2 separate regions of the Arabidopsis thaliana genome follow, and region 2 is linked to region 1. A link is a contact called in public capture Hi-C data. All regions are on one chromosome and are shown on one strand. The core of a region is the stretch at or near the end of the contact, and the rest is flanking DNA. Distances in the headings are between cores, read along the strand shown.

Region 1 (5,672 bases), core at 1,551-4,050:
TAGGATCCTTCACTAGCCCAAAAGTATGGTTCTTTTACAGGATCTTTCCCCTTTCGTCGAAGTTCCCTATGAACAGGTTCACATTGAATTCCTGTAAGAACAAAAGACAGTTTAGAGACTATTATTACAGGTTTTATACTAAATACTTTAAAAACGATTGTAAATCATGTTTAACACTTTTAAAAGCTTTTAAAATCCCTTATAAATCATTCAATGTCACTTACTTATGCTTTAAAAACGATTGTAAACCATGCAGACACTTTTAAAATCCCTTGTAAATCATTCTATGACACTTACTTATGCTTTAAAAACAATTGTAAATCATGTTTAACCCTTCTAAAAGCTTTTAAAATCCCTTGTAAATCATTCTATTCAACTTACTTATGCTTAAAAAACGATTGTAAATCATGTTTAACCCCTTAGAAAAGGTTTTAAAATCCCTTGTAAATCATTCTATTCAACTTACTTATGCTTAAAAAACGATTGTAAATCATGTTTAACCCTTAGAAAAGATTTTAAAATCCCTTGTAAATTATTCTATCCCACTTACTTATGTTTTAAAATCGATTGTAAACCATGCAAACACTTCTAAAATCCCTTGTAAATCGTTTTAAGACACTTACTTATGCTTTTAAAATCCCATGTAAACGTGTTTAACACTTCTTTAAGCTTTTAAAATCCCTTGTAAATTATTCTATGTTAGTTACTTATGCCTAAAAACGGTTGTAAACCATGCATACCCTTTTTAAAATCCCTTGTAAATCATTATCTGCCACTAACTTATGCTTCTTAAATAATTGTTAATGAAGTAAACCCCTTTTAAAAGCTTTTAAAATCCCTTGTAAATTATCTATAACACTTACTTATGTTTTAAAAATGATTGTAAACTACGCAAACAGTTATGCAAATGCCTTGTAAATCATTCTACGACAGTTAATTAAGCTTTAAAAACGATTGTAAAACTTTATTACCTGTTGTGAGATAGAACTCTCTCAAGGAGAAACAGATAGGTTGAGAATCAACTCTAAACCAAAGAGTTGATCCTTTTGTTTTCACTCTCTGCTGCATGAGATAGTGAAAGATTTTCCCAGAAAATCTGATTCCCTTCTTAGCCTTCATTTTTGGTCCCAATTCAACTAGAAGACCAAGAAACGAACTTCTAATCTTCTGAAATAAACACTCGCCTAAAGCTTCCTCTACTTTACTAACTAAATTCCAATCCAAGTATTGTTGAACGGTTCCCAGTGCAATAGATTCCTCACCTTCTCTGTAGATCTGTTCAGGCAATGTAAGGATTTCACTCTCTGAATCCATCTGCAAAACATGTTATGAAACATCGTCAGATCTACTATAAAATCGACTATAAAATCGATTATAAAAACGGTTACCGTCGGATCTATCGATATCTCTGGGGATTGTTTGCGTCGTAGAGAAATGATCTGAATCCGTCAGCGAAGAACAGATTTATCGGAGAGGAAATTCGTCAGCGATTTTGGGGTTTCTCGGAGAGAAAATTTGTCGGCGATTTTGAGTGAAATCGGAGAGGAAATTCGTTGGCGATTTTGAGTGAAATCGGAGAGGAAATTCGTCGGCAATTTTGAGTGAAATCGGAGAGGAAATTCGCCGGCGATTTTGAGTGAAATCGGATAGGAAAATTCGTTGGCCAAAACGAAGAAGTTTGTGCCAAAACGAATTGTATTGTGAAACGAATGTGAAACCTAATCATTCAGTAAGGGTAAGACAGTCATTTGCCATATTAGAAAGGGTAGTTTTAAAAATGGCCTTCAGGAAAGGACATTTTTACAAAAGGTTATTAGAATAAGGGCAGTTTTGCAAATCTCCCAATTAAATATTAAAGTATTTTGAATCAATGGCATTTTTGTAATTAATCTAAACCGGAAGGATATTTTTTGGTTTATATTTTATTTCTCTTTCCTATTTACGTAAATAACATATTTTTATGTATAAATTCTTAATATTCTGTTTATCCATGTATATATTTTTAACTCACCCTATAGTTTTCTAAGTAATTTAAGTATTTTGGTTACATTTGGTTATATTTTGGTAAAATATAACTAATATATTTTTGGATAAACTAATCAGGCATCTCGGTTAGATTTAGGTATAGATGAGTAAAAAACTCGAACTCGACCTGAACCCAAAAATATTTTGAGTATTTTTGATTATTTTTCAATTCTTACTAAAATAACTAAATCGATCCAAACTCAAACCAAAACCGAACCAAAATTTTAGAATACATGAATGGTTTTTAACTTCATACCTAAATAGATCCGATACTCAAAAAAAAAAAGAACCGAACAGATATGAGTACCCGAATATCTACACCTGCCCAGTATTATTATTATTATTTTTTTTGAACAAACACCGGTACTATTATTTTACCAGCTAATTTTTCTCCCTTTAAGAACGTTTTGGACCTATTGGTCTATTGGATACAAAACTATTGTATTCATTTTAAATTTTTAATGGGTCTTCTTTGTTAATAAAGGCCCATTAAATATACTATCCAGGCCCATTTAGTCCAACTACTTATTACACTGTTGATTAATCGCCGTTTAGATATTTTGCATTGGAGAGAATCTTCACCGTTCAGAAAACTGAAGATCGAAGATCACCAAAACCGGCCAAAAAGTATAGTACACGTCCGAAGATTCTAGATCCATCATGCCATTTGCATTGCATGGCCTAACTCTCGTAGAAAACCCAAACAAATTCTCCCCCACACAAATAATGGGACAAAAACCAAATTAAACCAAATTGTTTCCCTATTGAAGAAAATAAAATCTTCCACAAATTTTATGAATTTTTCATAAAGTCGGCAACTTCACACGAGTCCAGGTCGATTCTTAAAACAATGATCTTTAACCATCCACGTGTCAAAATCCCACCTTAGCTTACCTCATTTGTTCTATTCCAAATACCTATTCTATCCCTTGGATCTTGACTTATATGTTCATAAGAAAGTGTACCAGATAAGGGTATATACGTCATTTACAGTCCAGCTCAACGGTTATAAAATCCTAATTCGTGAGGTTTCTCTGAAGAACAAACACAAAAATGGCGACGGTACCATTGTTCACCCAGTTTCCCTGCAAAACCCTAAATCCAAGCTCATCAAACACTAAACACCAATCGAAATCTCCGATCCTACTACCGATTAACTCAATAAATCGGCGATCGGAGATTGGAGTCTCTGTTCATCGGCCAGATTTCAAAATCCGAGCGACGGACATCGACGACGAATGGGGTCAAGATGGAGTGGAGAGAGTATTTGCCTCATCTTCAACCGTATCGGTAGCAGATAAAGCAATCGAATCCGTGGAGGAGACGGAGAGGCTAAAGAGATCACTAGCGGATTCGTTGTACGGAACAGATCGAGGTTTAAGCGTATCGAGTGATACGAGAGCTGAGATCAGCGAGCTCATCACACAGCTCGAGTCTAAGAACCCTACTCCAGCTCCTAACGAAGCTCTGTTTCTCCTCAACGGCAAATGGATCCTCGCGTAAGTACTTTTAGTTCTGATACTCTCCTAGGCACGGCATGTAATATTAGTTTTGTCCCAAACATTACTCAAACCGGTGATCTCTAAGCTTCGTCTAGGATCTTTACCAATTAAGTTAATGATACTTTAAACTTACCGGTGGAAGTTTAATTTCCCGGTGAAAACTGTTTAGTTCCGTTATGAATGATTTGATTTTGATAGTGAAAAGCAAGTTGTGGTTACAAAGAAGATTTAATTATGAATTTGGATTATGATTCTGTGTGTAGTTATGAGCCTTCGTTTATTTTTAGCCGTTATTGTTATGAATCAAGAACTTAGTTTTTAAGTGTTTATCTCGTGAAGCTACACGTCGTTCGTGGGGTTGTTCCCATTGCTCTCACGAAGAATTGAACCGTTGGTTAAAGTGGATGAGATCTCACAAACCATTGATTCCGATAGCTTCACCGTTCAAAACTCTGTCCGGTTCGCTGGTCCGTTTTCCACAACGTCGTTTAGCACCAACGCTAAGTTTGAAATCCGAAGTCCTAAACGTGTCCAGGTAAATCAAGAATCATCCCCTAAAACCACAAATGGCAAATGCTAATGTTACATAACCTAATTGTTTTTTTTGTTTTGTTTGTTGTAGATTAAGTTCGAGCAAGGTGTTATAGGGACTCCTCAGCTAACGGATTCGATTGAAATACCGGAATCCGTGGAGGTTCTTGGTCAGAAAATCGATCTCAATCCCATTAAAGGTTTACTTACATCAGTCCAAGACACTGCTTCTTCAGTGGCTAGAACCATTTCAAACCAACCACCATTGAAGTTTTCTCTGCCTAGTGACAACACGCAGTCGTGGCTGCTCACAACTTATCTCGACAAGGACCTTCGGATCTCGAGAGGCGATGGTGGAAGCGTCTATGTGCTCATCAAAGAAGGAAGCTCTCTCTTAAACCCTTAAATCATCATAACTCTCATCACATCCATAGTAACATATATACAAGTATAGACCCATCTGTCTATGTTTACTAGTGTTGTAACTGTTATATAGCTTCTTTACCTGTTGGAGAGTTATAAACTTATAATGGATGTTACTCTTGGTATACTGTACTACAATACATATACATAACTACATACTTGAACAGGCCAGTTATGGGTTTGCAACAGCAACACTTAGCATTGGTTCAAATTTGGTATACTAGGAGGGTTTGCATTCTGTATGGCATTCGGTTTTCCGGTTTAGTTTCAGTTCGAACTTTTGACTCGGATTGGATCAGGTTGTCAGCATTTTGGTCTGGTTTGAGTTTACAAAGGGGATACCAAATTGAAACCAAAATTTGTATCTAGTTCTGTAATTTTAATTTCAGTTATTTTTGGTTTATGAATGGTGGTAAATCTATTTATTACTTAGAAAACCGGTTTGTTACAAACCAGGTATCTTACACAAACATTTGAAAGAAACAACTGATCTTTGTTCACTCTTAGCTACGAAACAAATCAGCACAAACCTCGTAAAAGATCTCGAGAATGGCAGACCGATATTCGCGAGGATTCATCGATAGATAGTACTCCAAGAGGCTTCTAAGTTCATCTGCTTCTTTGATCTTGTTTGCTACAATCATCTCAACCATAGAGTCTCTAAAATCCTTTCTTGGATCAAAAGAACATTTCTCCATCGCCATCATGACAATGAACTTAGTGCTACTGATACTACCCTCACTTCTTCTTCTTCTTCTTCTCATCTTTTGTTGTCTTATCTTCTCTTGATGTGTGGCTTCTTGTGTCTCTCTGATCATCTGCTCTAGCTTCTCCTGAACCATGTAGTGTGCTAGACTAGAGAGCGAACCGTGATGGTCTGAAAATCTTGAACTCTTGTCTGCTTCCACCGAGGAAGAAGAAGAAATGCTGAGTCTTGCTTTGTTGCTGCAACACAAAGCTCTGCAGACTCTTGCTTCTTTTGTTTGGTGTTGTGATTGTTTGTTATGCTTCTCTGCTTTTTCTTCTGCTCTGTTTATGAGTTTCATGTTGAAAGTTAAGTCACATTATAATCAGGTTTTGAGGATTTTAGATGTTTGTAAACGCAAATAGAAAAGAGTTCTAATTAAAACATTTATGTGTAAATTGAAAATGTGGGGCTTGTTCATCATGATTATGTCTTGATCATAATAT
Region 2 (5,672 bases), core at 1,692-4,191, 93 kb after region 1:
ATTGCGTGCTTGGGACAAGTAATTTTCTTTCTCTACTCAATTTTCTCCAAGATCCAATATTTGAAGACTGATCTATAGTTAAAATTAATCTCTACTCCATTCTTGTTACCTCAGTCCAGTCGCTTGGCAAATAACACTTCGCAGTGTGGAAAACAAGAAGAAACTTGGAGAGAGTGAAGATGATTCAGATGATGACTTGTGCATTCTTATCTTTGGTTCCTTACTTACCTCGGATAAAGTGGTAAGTTTTAGTTCTCTTTCGAATATTCACTCAACCTTTAAATGGTCTTTTGTTTGATAACATCTTAACGATGCTTCAAAATGTGTTAGGAAGTTGAGTTTATAAAGAAGGGAAGTTTGACTACTGAAGAACTTGAGGCTTTTGTTTCAGCTTTGGGAGTAGCTGGAACAAAAGCTGGACAAAATAAGGGAAGCGGCAGTAGAGGAAGCACTCGTGATTCGTCTACAGACAAATCTATCTCCCAGTTGGAGTCTATGGGAGTCAGAATCTATGGAGTTAATAAACCTCTTGGGGATGATTCTATGGATGAGATATCATGGGACAATATTGCTGGATATGATCAGCAAAAGCGGTAAGCTTTTGTTACATCTTTGCCTTGTATTCCATTAATATGGCATATAATATATTAGTTTCTATCATGATGCAGAGAGATAGAAGATACAATATTGATGGCTCTTCATAGTCCTGAAGTGTATGATGATATTGTACGTGGTACACGGTCCAAATTTGAATCCAACAGACCTCGGGCTGTTCTATTTGAGGGTCCACCAGGTTAGCACAAGAAGAGTGCATTTACAATTTCGTCGTTCTCTGTAGAAACAAATTTGAATCTGATGTCCATAAACTCTAACCATAGGAACTGGGAAGACATCTTGTGCGCGTGTTATTGCTAATCAGGCGGTGAGTAGTCGATAACTTGCAAACCCTTTTTGACCTTTCAATTTTTTTGGAATCTGGAGCTCTAACGTTTTGCGATATTTGTCAGGGCATACCATTGTTGTATGTGCCGCTTGAAGCTGTAATGTCTAAGTACTATGGTGAAAGCGAGCGTCTTCTTGGGGCTGTGTTTTCTCAAGCAAATGAGCTCCCTGATGGTGCGATTATATTTCTTGATGAGGTGAAGAAAATATTACTCCTTTTATATTGTTGTCTGACTTTTCCTTTCAAAATTTGACTATGTTCAAAATTTCTACTTGTCTAACTCACAATCCAGATTGATGCATTTGCTATCTCTCGTGATAGTGAGATGCATGAAGCAACGCGTAGAGTTTTGTCGGTACTACTAAGGCAGGTAACACATTCAAAATTGCCAATATCACATATCCACGAGATGAGAGACTAGTTATTACCAGTCTGATGAATCTGCTTCTATGTTTTTGCAGATTGATGGATTTGAACAAGAAAAAAAAGTGGTTGTGATTGCTGCAACCAATAGAAAACAAGATCTTGATCCCGCTTTGATCAGGTAAGCAATTAAACATTTCAAACCCAGTTCAATTCGTGGCTGCAGTATCCTGATCAGTGTCCTATGTTTTTCATCTGTGTATCTTTAGCCGGTTCGATTCCATGATCATGTTTGACTTACCGGATTTACAAACTCGTCAAGAAATCATCGCTCAATACGCAAAACAACTCTCAAAGCCTGAACTAGTCCAGCTTGCTCAAGCCACAGAAGCGTAAAGTTTCCAACTTTCCTTTACCATATCAAACTAAAGTTCGAAACTTTTTATTTGATCAACTTCAAGGCCACCCGATCTTTCTATTCCTGATTAATTTGTGATGAATCCATATTGACTTTTGATGGTTACGCAGAATGTCAGGCAGAGATATTCGAGATGTATGTCAAGGAGCAGAACGAACATGGGCTTCAAAGGTTAAAACGGAATTTCGTCTTCTACACATGGCTAAATGTTACACCAACTGCAGATCATTAACCTTTATATTGTTGGACAGTTGATTCGTCGAGCAAAAGCCGGTGGAGAAGAACAAAAGATCACTCTTCCTCCAATACAAGAGTACTTGGAAAGCGCTGAAGCTCGGCGCAAATCTCTTCGTAGTGTCACGGAGCAGAAGGAACAGAAATTTGCTGCTCGCTCCAAGAAACCTCTGCTTGATTTTGAGTGACAATATTCATCTAGCAAACAATACTTACGGAGGATTAACTTACTTACACAGACAGTAGGAAGTTTCTTCTGTTCTGTGAATTTGACTTGTCAATATCAAAGCCTGAAGATGTTGTAAAAATTACAGTTCATAATATATGAAAGTACTAGGCGTTTGGGTACCCATTCGGGTTTGGATCGGGTATTTCGGATTTTGGGGTTTTCGGATTTAGAGGTAGAACCCATTCGGGTAATTCTTGATTTCGGGTTCAGATCGGATTCGGATCAGATATTTCGGGTTCGGATTCGGATTACTTGAAGTTCTCAAAAATTAAATTTTTATAACCAAATCGATCCAAACTACTTGAAAATAAACAAAATATCTAAAAACGTTGAACATTTTTTACCCAAATTTACTTAAAAAGTATATTAAAAACCTAAAAATATTTTAAATATTCAAAAATTCACATATTTTGACACTTAGATTATTACAAATATAAATATTTATAGATATTATTACTATGCATTTAAACTATAGATATGTTTGGATACCCGTTCGGATATCGGTTTGGATCTGATTCGGTTTCAGATTTTAGGGTTTTGAAGTATAAACCTGTTCGGATATTTTAAAATTTCAGATTCAAATTCCGATCGGGAGCTCGGATTCGAATATTATGGCCAGCCCTAAACGACGTCGTGTTTGAAGATTTAGACTTGAAAGCGAAGAAACAAAATATACCTCTTTTAAACAACACTATATGTAAGAAACCCAACTGGAACATGGTGGGACCTACTAGAGACAATACTCGTGTTACTACCGTCAGATGCTTTTAGATATTGTCGTCTATCCTGCGGTCGAGATTTCGTGTAATTTCAAAGCTAATACCGTGATCCATGATCTAGTAGTAACACTGAGAAGAGGGACTGTGTTTTTAATCGGCTGCGTCGGATCATTTCCTGTTGTTATCAAATTTTTCTAATCCGTATTCGCTAGTTGCTTTCTGCTTGTTCACGCGTTGAATCTCCTCGTACTTTGCGGAATTCAGATTTCTCGAACGGGTATGTACTTGTTATGCCTAGAAACTGTTCGATGAAATGCCTAACTGAGAATGTTTTTACAATTTCTCTCTGTTTGATGTATCTTTTTTTATAAATGAATGTTCAGGGTTTACAAGTTTGGTTTGTTCTTCAGTTCTTGAAGTGATTTGATACGGAGCAGTCATGGATGGTGAGTGAATGATTCTTGTGCAATTGTGATTTTGTTTTTGCTTCAAGGAAGGCCCTTTCTTCACTTATCTTTGGGAATTGGTGAATTAGATGTAGAAACTTAGGAAAATGCTATAAAGCTTTGTTCTTTGCTATTGTTTTGTATGATGTAAAACTTCTTAGTATAACTTGTTAAAATCCCAATCTGCATTACCATCAATGCGTAGAAATTGCTTGGAAAATTTAAATTGAGGTTGCATGGTTTTTGAATCCTAAGACCATTTTTTGAGAACTGTAACATTGGTGATTTCAAAATATTCAGTTGATTCACAACCAATGATGGAGGAGACTATACTGGTCGGTGATGACCTAATGACGGGTCCTCCATCTCCTGTTATCCCTCCTGAAATTGCTTCACATGTGCTTGAAGGTGTTGATTTGTGCGATGGGATTTTGAGGAATCTATTCCTGTGTATGTCTATGTATCCTCGGTTTGGTTTATAATTCTACCCTTACTTCTGTCAGTGAGTAGAATTGTTTTTTTTTTTTTTCTTGTTTTAGGTTTGCAAATCAATGATATTGAACCATTTTGCCAAGATGAGCTTGCATTGTATCGACAATGTGCTGAAAAGAGGGTAATTGTTGTTTAGCCATCGGCTCGGATTATAGTTATATAAAGCTTTTCATTCTCATATCATATCCACATCCATTTCCTTGACTTTTCTTGTTCTTCTATCCTTTTTGTAGGACAAAATATTGAGAGTTAGACTTCAAGAGAGCGAACACAAGTTAGGATTGTCTATGCCCATTGAACTCGCTAAGGAAAGGATTACGCAGCTTGAAGCTGAAGCCACATCTTTTGAGAGGTACTCTTTCTTAACAATGCAGTTATATTTTGTTTTGGATTTTCTTTACATGAAGAGTTTGTGCTACCATGTAATCATGTATATCTACAGATGTTCACAAATCGAAACTATGTTCTTAAATCCAAATGTTCACTAAAACAGTTCATTTGTTTTATAATCAGGCACTTGATTCTAGCAAGTGGAGCTGAAGGAATAGAAGGATTTCGCCGGAGATGGAGTTTACACGGTCGGATGACGGATACCAAGTACTGTAACAAAACCTAACCTTATAAAACAACCAATGCTCATAATATAATATCATGGAATTAATATGCTGCATGATAGTAGATGAACCCATCATAGTCCTTCCCAAATGCTGCGTACATAAATCTGATTTTTAGCATTATCGAAAGTGAAGCCTATAAACCCTTTGTGCTACAGTCTGTATTACTTTGGTTTGTTTCTTAGCTTAAAGCTAATTGTTTTTATTGTGTGTGGATGTCACAGAAAAAGACTGGAGTCACTGAAGCAGGGAATGGAGAACAGGAACAAGGTTGAACATGAACATAACCAACACCATGATCAGTCCCCAAAACCTTCTGCTCCAAAAAGATGGTTCTTTTGGTGATTTCCATATTGAATCATGTTTTGGATCATAAAAGGTTCATAATCATTACACTTATGGTGCAGCAATGTAACCACTTTTAGCTATTAAAAGTAACATTAAAAATCTAAAAAGTTTTATCTTCTCCATTAAATTCGCTCTTAGTCTTTACAAATGTCAAATTGAGTAATCAATTTCTTTCGGTAATAATAGGGATGTGCATTTTAACTAAACCAAACCGATCCAAACCAAACCCAAGTTTAGATTCAAACCATTCGGTTATGTTTCTTCTCAACCCAAATGGTTCGGTTCGGTTTGGTATTAAACAAACCGAATTGACAACCCAATATATTTATTTAATTAATTAATTAATAATATTGTATATTACTAAATATGAAATAGTTTGCACTTTTAATTTCTTTTCATGGTTTTTTTGAATTATTAAAACTTTTGCTTAAGTTAACTATTATCAAATTCAAAGTTCAAACAATAATGTACGGTTACAATGATTAGTTTTTTAAAACCGAATTAAAACCAAACCGAAGAAGCCAAACGGAACCAAACCCGAACATAGATTGATCCAAACCCAAACCAAACCATACTAACCTCGGTTGAGTTTGATTAGAATTTTACAAAACCCAAATAAATCGAACCGAATCGAACACAAACGGGACCAGAAATTAAACAGAAATGCCGAACCGAACTTAATAATTTCTTGTTTTTTCTGAAGCCCATTTGAGGCCCAATATCTCCCTCTACGAAACGACATCGTTCTTACCGAAAACGTCTGCTATATCTGACAGTATCTAGCACTCTGCAAGAGAAACTTCGAAGATTTTGATATTGTAACGATCCGCCATGGAAGAGAAGAAGACAGAATCCGCGACTAAGAA

The links. Capture Hi-C pulls out chosen DNA fragments and counts their contacts.
Region 2: a contact with region 1 is called in a capture Hi-C map of seedling, with 2.0 times the contacts expected there. The contact joins the promoter of AT4G04190 here to the promoter of FIB in region 1. A contact is called at or near these places in 3 of 26 Hi-C or Micro-C datasets (callus, seedling and shoot), 1 of 2 datasets of contacts at active chromatin or transcription factors (seedling) and 1 of 3 other capture datasets (seedling).

The regions. Positions count from the first base shown.
Region 1 is chr4:1,929,083-1,934,754 of TAIR10.1, forward strand. FIB (fibrillin) reads left to right here and starts at 2,801. Exons shown (of 3, transcript NM_116640.5): 1 at 2,801-3,524; 2 at 3,867-4,062; 3 at 4,150-4,868. The coding sequence starts at 3,079. The coding sequence ends at 4,464. It overlaps AT4G04025 (transcription repressor), which reads right to left and starts at 5,553. Exons shown (of 2, transcript NM_001340472.1): 1 at 5,012-5,553; 2 at 4,927-4,941. The coding sequence starts at 5,527. The coding sequence ends at 4,927. It also overlaps the pseudogene AT4G04010.
Region 2 is chr4:2,021,528-2,027,199 of TAIR10.1, forward strand. It overlaps AT4G04190, which reads left to right and starts at 2,942. Exons shown (of 7, transcript NM_116657.4): 1 at 2,942-3,183; 2 at 3,290-3,352; 3 at 3,653-3,802; 4 at 3,892-3,965; 5 at 4,078-4,196; 6 at 4,358-4,441; 7 at 4,683-4,990. The coding sequence starts at 3,346. The coding sequence ends at 4,803. AT4G04180 (P-loop containing nucleoside triphosphate hydrolases superfamily protein) reads left to right here. Exons shown (of 14, transcript NM_001340474.1): 4 at 1-18; 5 at 115-241; 6 at 331-593; 7 at 669-793; 8 at 879-922; 9 at 1,008-1,139; 10 at 1,236-1,313; 11 at 1,405-1,487; 12 at 1,576-1,698; 13 at 1,835-1,895; 14 at 1,976-2,465. The coding sequence ends at 2,146. It overlaps AT4G04200 (Microsomal signal peptidase 25 kDa subunit (SPC25)), which reads left to right and starts at 5,638. Exons shown (of 5, transcript NM_116658.4): 1 at 5,638-5,672. The coding sequence starts at 5,638.